Linked DNA regions of Mus musculus: all the other regions are linked to region 3. A link is a contact called in public promoter capture Hi-C data. All regions are on one chromosome and are shown on one strand. The core of a region is the stretch at or near the end of the contact, and the rest is flanking DNA. Distances in the headings are between cores, read along the strand shown. Region 1 holds the start of Neil1 (nei endonuclease VIII-like 1 (E. coli)). Region 2 holds the start of Imp3 (IMP3, U3 small nucleolar ribonucleoprotein). Region 3 holds the start of Islr2 (immunoglobulin superfamily containing leucine-rich repeat 2).

The links. Promoter capture Hi-C pulls out the DNA fragments that hold promoters and counts their contacts.
Region 1: a promoter capture Hi-C map of pre-B cells shows a contact between it and region 3, with 4 times the contacts expected there. The contact joins the promoter of Neil1 here to the promoter of Islr2 in region 3. A contact is called at or near these places in 2 of 39 promoter capture datasets (erythroid cells and pre-B cells).
Region 2: a contact with region 3 is called in a promoter capture Hi-C map of pre-B cells, with 3 times the contacts expected there. The contact joins the promoter of Imp3 here to the promoter of Islr2 in region 3. A contact is called at or near these places in 3 of 39 promoter capture datasets (embryonic stem cells, erythroid cells and pre-B cells) and 1 of 484 Hi-C or Micro-C datasets (B cells).

Annotation. Positions count from the first base shown.
Region 1 is chr9:57,146,796-57,150,547 of GRCm38.p6, forward strand. Neil1 (nei endonuclease VIII-like 1 (E. coli)) reads right to left here and starts at 1,510. Exons shown (of 10, transcript NM_028347.3): 1 at 1,289-1,510; 2 at 1-262. The coding sequence starts at 239.
Region 2 is chr9:56,935,833-56,939,470 of GRCm38.p6, forward strand. It overlaps Imp3 (IMP3, U3 small nucleolar ribonucleoprotein), which reads left to right and starts at 1,668. Exons shown (of 1, transcript NM_133976.2): 1 at 1,668-2,566. The coding sequence starts at 1,675. The coding sequence ends at 2,229.
Region 3 is chr9:58,200,982-58,204,327 of GRCm38.p6, forward strand. Islr2 (immunoglobulin superfamily containing leucine-rich repeat 2) reads right to left here and starts at 1,304. Exons shown (of 3, transcript NM_177193.5): 1 at 971-1,304; 2 at 299-391. It also overlaps the pseudogene 1600029O15Rik.

The DNA.
Region 1 (3,752 bases), core at 260-2,759, 1.1 Mb before region 3:
CCAAAGCGGAAGACAAGGGACAGTGGCTTCTGAGGGGGCTGGGACCCAGGCAGGGGGCTCAATGTCAAGCGCAGCTCCTTGCCTCGGGCTAAAGCTGAGATGTGGTAGGCACTGCTCTCAAAGGGCACCTCCGGGTTCCGGCTGACAGAGGACTTCTCCACACACCCACCAAATACCAGCCCCTTACATGTCTCATTCACAAAGTGGCTGGCCAGGTGCAGCTCTGGGCCCTCTGGCATTCTGAAGGAGGAATGGCTGGGCCCTGTAGTAGGAAGAGGACAACAGGTCGTGCCAGAAATGTCTTGTTCAGTAGGAATTATTACCAAGTTTGTACAGAGGAAAAGTCAGAGACACAGAGAGGCATAGCGCCATATAGGATAGGCAAAGAAATGGTGGCCTGGCCACCCATCCAAGGTACTGGGTACCAGGAAGCTGAAGCTGGGAGGCACATGGCTGTCTTGCTCACTGGTGCTTTCCTTCCATGGCCTCCACACCTCGCTTTAGAATACAGTTCAGATTCTTGCTGGAGCCTATTACCTTGTGTCCCCCAATCCCTCCTACCCACTTACAAACCTGTTCCTCCCCAACTCCTGGCCTTTGCCCCTGCTGCCTCCCATCCCACACACAGTAGGAAGTTTGAAGGAGGCCTTCTCTCTCCCTAATCCACATCTTAACTTAGGAGCTCCCAAAGTTCAAAGCTACTCAGCATCTGTTCTAGCACCTCACGGCACCCAAGGCAAAGCTCGGGTCACTCATCCACTACAGCTCAATCAGGCCCTGAATCTGTCTACATCCATGGAGGTAGAAACTCAAATGTGCGCTGGACCAATGGGATTGACCTAGCCTGCCATGGTCACCCAGGCAGAAGAGAGAGGCTTTCTCCCGGCTGCCTTCTTGTCAGGACAGGAGGCAGAAGTAGGAGAAGGGTAAGCTCCAATCTGTGCACAGCCCTGTTCTCATGGATCCCTGGGGTGCCAGGAAGGACAGGGCTCTCGTTCTTTGTCCTCACCACCCTCCTCTATCCCTCACCTCGCGCTTTGCTACTAGCAAGATCTGAGGAGAAGGTAGGTAGGGAAGACGGGCGGTTTTAAAGTAGACGCGTTGGGGGCTTGGCACCAAAAAGGGTTCGGTTTGCGGAAAACCTTCAGAGTCCTAGTTTTGCGAGGTGTGAGATAGCGCACACACCCAACAAAATTTTGGTTTCTCTGTCTTTCCCGGGCTCCCAGATCCTTTAGATCTTCACCTTTACTGAGACCCCGAATCGCCCCCATTAAAGTTGAATGAATACCTGCTCTGGTTACTGCTCAACCTGAGGCAGCAGCCAGTAAGGGGTTAATCCCAGCAGTCTGCCGAACTTCAGAGCACGCTGGGAAAGGCTAGAGACACTCTGGTACCTGCTGGGAAATGTAGTTTTCTCAGGCAGGCGGCGCAGTATGGAATGGAGTTCCTTATTTATGAGAATCCCGGGTGTTGGGCAAGCTTTGGAGCAGTCGCGTAACCCGGAGGTGACGAAAGAACTGTGAGCAGAGCCTTGTTCCGAACTGGTGCCCGGAGTCGCAGCTGCGTCTGCAGTTGAAGTCACCAGTTAGCCTGGCCAGGATTGACGCCAGCAGCCGGAAACGGCGCTGTGTAGAGCCACAAGCAGCTGTATGCGAGGCATACACAGGTGCAAGATAAACAATCCCTGGGGACCCAAGATGGCCGTGTCAATGAGCAGTCAGATGTAACATATAAACAACTTTATCACGGCCTGCGGGAGCTAGGGGGCCGAGAGGGGGGAGTGCATCCGGCAATACCACAGGGGCTTATATCTGGGGCAGCACTAGGTAAAGTCAGGAGTTAGGCACAAAAGCTTGGTTTGACTGTCACAACCTCAGGCAAAAAAAAAAAAAAAAAAAGTGTCGGCAAGATACCTTTTGCCAGGCACAAGGGATCGATTCAAAGTTCAGGAACAGAAGCTGAGGAAGGCCTGTGTGGCTGCCGCAGGGGTGAGTGGTGATGGGTAGGCTAGGGGAGAACAAGAGGAGAGAAACATTGGTGAGGCTAAGCCTCAAACGTCCCTGGGAGATGGAAGCAGCATTATTAAAACGTATAAAAGAGAAAGAAAGCCTCTGCAGGTGCGTTGTGCTGACCAACAGCGGAGACTCACCCTTTTACACACTTATTTCTCTTGTTCCTCCAGTCACCCATTTACTCATTTCTTATATTTTTTAGGAGAGGACGGTTAAAGAGAGGGTCTTGCTATGTATTCCTCATTGTCCTGGGCCTCAGACTGGTTCCCAGCTTCCCCTGATCTTCTCTTCAGCCTCCTCAGTAAGAACTGGGATGATAGGAAAGGGCCACTGTCGTGGTTTGAATGAGAATGGCCTCCACAGGCTTCCCGTCTCATCAGGCGGCTGTACTCACGTGTTCAAGCATGAACTAGCAAGCTCGCACACACATGGGGTGGGGAGGGAGATGATAAAAATGTCTTAAGAAACACAGCGTGTGGAATATAAGCAGAGTGGAATATTATACACTGCCTGCCACAGGTAGCAGCATAGGTGATTTTGAGGATATTATGCTAGGTGGTAGGTAGGTCAGTTACAGAAGGACAAACACTGAGATTCCATTTATGTGAGAAGTCCACATTAATCAGACACACAGAGTGAGGAGAAAGATTGTTGAAGATGGGGTAGGGGAGGAGAGGTTGATAGTAGGAATAAAGTTCCAGTTGCCTAAGATGAGCAAGTGCAGCATGCGGTCTGTAGCTAACACTGTTGTACAGCAAACTCTCTGTTGGATTCTTTTTTATTGTCGTTGTGCTGTGTATATGATGTGTGTGTGTGTGTGGGAGGTATTCATGTACCACAGTGCACATGCGGAAGTCGGAGTCAGGTCTCTCTGGCCAGTTGAAGCAGGCCTCTCTTGTTTATGCTGCTGTACTGCACTCCAGGCTGGCTGGCCCCAGAGCTTCTGAACAGCTCTCCCGCCTGCACCTCCCATCTCCCTCTCCATTTAAGAGGAGTTTTGAGGTTCTAGATGCTGGCTATAACATGGGTTTCCCACCTCAGAAAGCAAACGCCTCTACCCCTGAGCCATCTTGCTGGCCCGTGTTAACTGTTCTTGTCACAAATCAGGGAGTATATTTTATCTTCTGCTCCCTAATTTGCCCGTGTAGTTATTCTCAGTAGCTCATTCTTCGTGAAATTCAAATATTCTCTCCTGTACAGAAGCCACTTTGTTTATGCAGTTTACGCCTGGAGGACATCTGGGTATGTACCTGTGATTGTTTCTCAACCACCATGCAAATATCCACTTTCACATCAACATTTAAAATCTTTTTTTAAAATGCAGGGACTCTCTATGTAGCCCTGGCTTTCCTGGGAACTGGCTCTGTAGATCAAGCTGGCTTTGAACTCACAGAGATCCACCTGTCTCTGCTTCAGCTTTTCCCCCTTTTTCTTTGGGTTTTTCAGACAGGGTTTCTCTGCCCTTGCCCTGGCTGTTCTGGAACTTTCTCTGTAGACCAGGCTGGCCTCAACTCATAGAGATCTGCCTGCCTCTGTCTCCCGAGTGCTGAGACTACAGGTGTGCACCGCTGCTCCCCGGCTTCCCAGCTTAACATTTTAATGTTGCTTTTTACCATGTGGGGGTGGGGTTCACATGTGCCCTGGAGTGTGTATCTGTGAAGGTCAGGTGACAATTTTCCGGAGTTCATTCTTCCTTTCACTATGCAGACCTCAGAGATTAAACTCAGGTCACCAGGCTTG
Region 2 (3,638 bases), core at 418-2,917, 1.3 Mb before region 3:
GGAGATACTGCAGCTTTGGATCTGCAGGACCAACCCCTTCACATGCTCCTGAAGTTCATAGCTTGCTTTTCAACGTGATAATCTCAGCAAATCATCTTTTGGGGTAGATGAGGAAGCGACACATAGAAAGCATGCATTGTGGGCTGTAGAAGTGACAATACAATATATCCTGCCAGCCTCACTTACAGCAATAGAGAGTAGAGAGACACACCTTCATAACTGATATGGTTTGTGTGTCAGGAGGTTACCCCAACAGGTAGGGGCTCAGTAGAAATTCTTCTGGCCTTCGTTCTGCTTCTGTGATTTCAGACAGGAATTGTTTACCAGACTGTTCACCTCTTACAGATGAAGGTTAGGACTCCTACTTACACTCTGAATTTCTCATCATTGATGGGTACCATCAGTCACTGAGGATTGCAGAAACAATCTCCAGACATACCTGAGTAACACTTTAACTCCAGCACTTGGAGGCAGAGGTAAATGGATCTCTTTGAGTTTAAGGACAGCCTGGTCTATATAAAAATTACCAGGACAGATAGTACTAGAGACATTCTGTCTCAAAAAATAAAATAAAGTAAGACAGCCATGGTGGCACATGCTCACTCATAATCTCATCCTTTTGGATTGAATCTGGTTATATTGTGGTGAATTCATGGCTGACCTGGGCTACCTAAGGAAACTGTGTCAAAAAAATAAGAGGCAGGAATGCTTCCAATCCTGATTGTTTGGTACTACTGCCAGTCCAGTGACAGATCTCATGCTGGCCAGGATGGGACTATTTGTCAACTCTGGGGACCACTGGAACTGAGACATTTGCAGAGTTCTAATCACGTTTTTTGACAGAGATAATCCTCTTATTTATTTATTAGCATTCCACTCTTCTAAAGTTGTGTATGCTTTAAAAAAAAAAGATTTGTTTTATGTGTATCAGTGCTCTTAGCTGCATGTACATGTGCATGTCAGAAAAGAGCATCAGATCACATTATAGATGGTTGTGAACCACTATGTGGGCGATGGGACTTGAACTCATGACCTCCGGAAGAGCAGCCGTGCTGTTAACTGCTAAGCCATCTTTCCAGAGTTGGAGAGATAGCTCAGCCATTAAATAATAGGCTCACAACCAAAACTATGAGACAACTCTTTTAAAGGCAGTAACCTCTCTCTCTGGAAACTGACATCTACAGCTATTGACGGAGCAGACTCTCTTCAGTCACCAAAGACAGAACTCTGAGAGTAAACTAGGTGCTGCCAAGATGGCTCAGCGGTTAAGAGCACTTGACTGCTCTTCCAAAGGTCCAGAGTTCAATTCCCAGGAAAACCACAAACAGGGGATCTGAAGCTCTCTTCCGGTATGAAGACAGAGCAATCATATACACAAAATACGTAAATGAATAAATATTTAAAAACAAAACACAACACTGGACTAGACTAGTTGCATACGCACTGCATGCAAGGAAAAGTGTATTCGCAGGACACGGCTCTCCTTCCGCAATTCTTTCTCCCCCGCTCCCCTTTCAAAACAGGAAGTTCCAGAGTTGGACGAATGAAAAACCGGGGGCGTGTCTTTAACCAATCTTTTGATTGGTCCAGTGATCTAGAGGCGGGGTCTTTCTACGTCGAGGCGGAAATTACGCTAGATTTTCAACGTATTCCCTTTCTCCCGCATTCTCCATCATGGTGCGGAAGCTTAAGTTCCACGAGCAGAAGCTGCTGAAACAGGTGGACTTCCTAAACTGGGAAGTCACCGACCACAACCTCCACGAACTGCGTGTGCTGCGGCGGTACCGGCTGCAGCGGCGCGAGGAGTACACGCGCTACAACCAGCTGAGCCGAGCGGTGCGCGAGCTGGCGCGGCGCCTGCGCGACCTGCCGGAACGCGACCCATTCCGCGTGCGCGCCTCGGCGGCGCTGTTGGACAAGCTGTACGCTATGGGCCTGGTGCCCACGCGCGGCTCACTGGAACTCTGCGACTCCGTCTCGGCCTCGTCCTTCTGCCGCCGCCGCTTGCCTACTTTGCTCCTCAAGCTACGCATGGCGCAGCATCTCCAAGCTGCTGTGGCTTTTGTGGAGCAGGGTCATGTCCGCGTGGGCCCAGACGTGGTCACTGATCCCGCCTTTCTCGTCACTCGCAGCATGGAGGACTTTGTCACCTGGGTGGACTCATCCAAGATCAAGCGGCACGTGTTGGAGTACAATGAGGAGCGCGATGACTTTGATCTAGATGCCTAGCGAGTCTTCTTGTCCTGGCTTCTCAGCTACAGGTCACTGAACCGGGGATGGGGAGGATTGCCCCGGTGTACTGGGAATTTTTCCTAGAATTTGGACTGACAATTAAGTGACTGTGTCTTGAGAGACAGTGGGAAGCAGTTTTGTACCGCACTGGGGATTGCTAGCTTCTTGTGCCTTAAACTTTGTGGTGTAGAAGCAGGAATGTTACCTCTTCCCCTTTGCTTTCATCTTGAAATAGGACCGTCTGGATGGAGAGTTTGAGTTCAGTATATTTATATCGTTTAAAGAAACCCTTTCCTAATGCCAATAAATGTCCCACCGACGTTGTTTAAGTGCACATTTTTGTCTGGTCGTTCTTCTTACCTAGGGTCCTACATAGCCATATCTATTATCTTGCTAGCTGAAGAGCCTAAGGGCAGGAAAAGGGTTGAAGGCGTGAGGCTTTGGAGCCTCACGTGGAGGTTGCAGGATGTTGTACAAGCTGGGCAGATTTGTCACTTAACCAGTCCTTTTCTCGGAATGAATGTTTTGGCAGAGCTTTTATCCACAAGACTTCCTGTTGATATTCCAGCCCCAGGAAATACCATATTAAAGTCCTGGAGTGTTTGCTTGCCTAAGGAAATGATCGCCCTGTAGTTTGGCCAGCTAGTGGTTAGAAGGGACCCAGGAGGTTCCTGAAAACAGATGTTCTTCAAGGTCCTGGCTTCAGAGTTAAGGACACCCCCCCCCCCAAAAAAAAAAAACAAGCAAAAGGGCGAGGTAGTGCTGGCACAGCCTTTAATCCCAGCAGTTAGGAGGTTAAGGCAGGCAGATCTTTGAGTTCCAGGCCAGCCTGGTCGACATGAGGACAACCAGGGCTATGCAGAGAAATTTAGGACTTTAAAAAAAAAAAAAAAAAAAACGCAGCAGAAGCAAAAGGAAAACCATAAAGCAATAGAACTGGTAAATAGAGCACCAAGTTTTATCCCAGACCAAATACAAAATAGAATTCAGAGTCTGGCAGATTAAGGTATTTGTGTAGGGGTTATTTTTCTTCTCTCTCTCTCTCTCTCTCTCTCTCTCTCTCTCTCTCTCTCTCTTTTGAGACCGGTTTTGATTTGAAGCTCAAGCTGGTCTGGAACTAGAAGTGATCCTCCTGTCTCAGCCTCTCCAGTGCTAATATTACAGTGTGCACTGATGAGGCTCAGATTTTATGTGCTTCCTCTTCCTTGCTAGTGAGCCAGGCAAGATAGCTCAATGGGGAGAGAGGCACTTGCTGCTCAGGCTGACAGTGTGAATTTAGTTTTGGAACCCACATGGTGGAAGGAGAGAGCCGACCCTTCCACATGCATGGTACGTCATTTACATTCATACAAACAAAATTTTTTAAAAAGTAAAACTAGGGTTGGAGAGATGGCTCAGTGGTTAAA
Region 3 (3,346 bases), core at 54-2,553:
TAAGCCTGGAGACAGTCCAAGGTTCTATACTTCCCTCTAGAGCCTTAAGACGCCTGAGTGCATCCCCTGTCTCTAGACATACAAATATATTAACACAGACTCCCTGCCCCAACTTGAGGGTCCTGTCAGTCTTGGAAGACCCTCTCCTACACCCTGTCTCTGAGATTAGCGGGTCCCTTCTTGCTTTTGCTCCTAAAGGAGGCACCTCCCTTCCCTGTTCCTCCCAGACAGCCACCCAACCCTGACTAGGCTGGATCGACCCTGTGGACTGAGGTTGTGGGGCCCTTCCACTGCTTACCTGCTGCTCTCTGACTTGCAGTGTGATGCTGTGGGGCTGCGAGCCGGTCTCCAGACTCAGGTGACAGTCTAAGGGAGCTTCTGGCATCTGTTGCTGTGGCGGTGGGGAGAAAGGGGGAGTGCATTGAAAGAACTCCCCTTGGCCCCAAAGTCCTACTTCAATTTTTTTCTTTCCTTATCTGTTCGCCCTACTTCTCCAGGATTGCAGGTTTGAGAGCGGTCGCGCGCCCCCGTGCTCGGCGGGAACGCGCACAGTCTCCCACCTCGTGCTGCGTTTACATTTGTTAAAGCCATAGAGATCCTCTACTCACCTCAGGCTGAGACCTGTCGGTCTCAAGGGGCTCCATACGCCCATAGCCCAAGGCTCCGCCCTTTCCAGCCCACCGTACCCCTAGCACCCATTTTCTACTTCTCCCCACATTTACACATTCGATGACATTGTCACTATTCCTCCTTATGTCTCCAAACCCCTCCCCAACACACACACACACACACACACACACACACACACATCTTCACATGACTTTCACAGGTTAGAACTACTCGTCAACATGTAATAATCGCGTCAACGCGCTAAGTTCTCCCTACTTTCACACACATTTTCACAAGCACACCTTCACTCAAACACTCACCGTTCTCTTTTGCGCGCACACAAATATCCACGCTCACTCACCCTCACGCGCCCGTCCCGCCAGCGCCCGCGAGCTTCGCTTCTAATTGAATGCGAGCCGTTCTACGCCCCGCAACACGTGAGACAAACCATCTTTGAGGAATTTGGGAGAAAGAAAAGCATAGGACTGGAGGGGCGTGTCTTTGCCTTTAAACACTTTTTTCCCCCCTCTCCAAAGCAAGCAGTGGCGCAGAAAGACCTCCAGTGGGACCTGCTGAACTGCGCTGCCTGGCTCTCCCGGACCCTTTTCCTCCTGCCGCCTGCTAGCCTCCCCCTCCCCGAAGCTTCGTTCAACACGATGCATAATTGATAGTGTTAGCAGAACGCCTCACCCTCTCTGTCATATTTTGCCTGGATCTGGGCAGATACAAATCCTGGTTCCCCTCCACCCCCAATCACCGCCAGACTAATTCGCCAGATTAGTAGGCGCAGCCCTGCAGGGTGCGCGGAGAGGAGACGCCCACCTCCCCAGCCCATCGCAGACCCTGCTCAGCCTCTTGAGCCTGAACTCCACGCTCAGGTCTTTTGTGGCAAAACCAGCGCGTGCACTCCACTGCCCGTGGGCTACCTAGTGCTCACAGTGGAGTGGGTGTCTTCTGAGCTCCTAAAACATTAGGTTGAACTCACCCAAGTGTCTCACTCTGCCCTTGCTTGCTGCGGGCTAACAGGACACCAAGGTTGCCCACTAATAGTGGCTACAGGGACCAGGATAGTTACAAAAACCGTTTGCTCCTCTTGAGTGCTGTGGACTAGGGACTTACAACCCCTGAGCATTTCCTGCACCACCACCCCGCTCCTCAGTATCCTCTCAGCATCTCTAGCAAGCTGGCCATCAACCCCTGCATGCTCGCACCCCCCCCACACACACACACACTGTGAAAGCCTAGGCAGCAGCCACCGCCCTGCCATCTCACACCCTCATGTAACAGCTGGCCTCAGCAGACTCGGGACTCGCTGTTCTCTTTGGCAAACCCTGGACATTTCTTTTAGCGATGAGCAGGAGAATTTCAAGGGATGTCTAGGGATTTGACTAAAATGCATCATCTCACTCCCCCGCCTATGGCATCCCAGGAGACAGAGCTGCTAGCCAGAACTGGTAAGGGGGCATAGATTTTGAGAGATGTGTAGAGAGTCCCCTCCTTCTCTTTCATATACACTGTAATACTGGGGTGCTGGGGTCTCCCAGCCCTCATCAGAGTCAGTCTTCTGTCTTGGTTGGATGGCAGTGTGTTTGGGGCCTCTGCAGAGATCAATACCCCGATTTGAGTGTTAAGCATTTTAATGAGCTAGGGAGGGGGGCGCAGAGAGATGCAGGAAGAACGCTGCATCTAAAGGGACCACCCGGCAGGGTTTCTGAGGCTCCTTTGTAAATTAAATATGAACACACTGGTGTGTGCTCACTTTGGTCCCTCCCTCTTTCCTACTCCTGGCTACGGGCTGATGGGACCCCCACAAACTCAGCCAAGTTCGGAATCTAGAACTTCACACCTGCTCGGGCCTGGAAACCCCACAGACCGAACCAGGAGAGGGTGCTTGAGCGATCCAGGGAAGATGTCTTTGAGAAGGGAGAGGAGATGAGAACTCTGACTCCTCCCTGCCTGGAATCCTGTACGTCTGAGGCCGTCCAGCACAAGGCTCTAACCTGGGACAAGGCCTCAGAGATTTGGAATAGCCGCCCGATACCGACTTCTTTGTCTGCAAAGTAAGAGGAATGTCTGTCGTATTGTTCATGTTCTAGCAACCTTGAGGGGGTGGGGGGTGCCTCGCACCAGAAGAGGGTGTGGCAGCAGAGGGACGTTCTGCTGTTCTTAGTGTTCTGGGATGGAGAATCCTGAGGACTTTCCTGGTGGGGGAGAGAAAGACGCAAGGCGTGGGCGTTCCTCCGCCAGTGAACATCCACTCATCCGATTTTTACTTCTAGTCAGCTCTCTTTTTTTGAGTTTGGAGGGACGCAAGCCTGCAGAGGGATAACTTAGGAGGAGCGAAGGGCCGAGGGCTGGAAGGAAGAATGGGCTCATGAGCTCTCTCGATCGCACGGACGTGCAGGAGTGTCTGGGGTAAGCTCTCCCAACTCTGGCTTTCTTCCCTAAAGAGGTTGAAACCAGGGGACTCCCTGTAGAGAGGGCGGTTCCAGCGTCTACAGAATAGTTTAAGGGCGTGGCGACCACGCTGGCTGGGGTACTGATTCCCGTGGAACCCAGCTTCCCACCCACTCTCCCGAAAAATGCTTCTGTTGCCCGAATTTGCACCAGGGAGAAGACATCCCTTACCCCGTCTTCAACCCTGCAGAACCCAGTGCCGGTCCAGACAAGGCCAGCCGGAGTCGCCGCTAGCAGCGTCCGCAGGGTCTTGGGTAGGAGCTGCAATTCCTGATTCAAC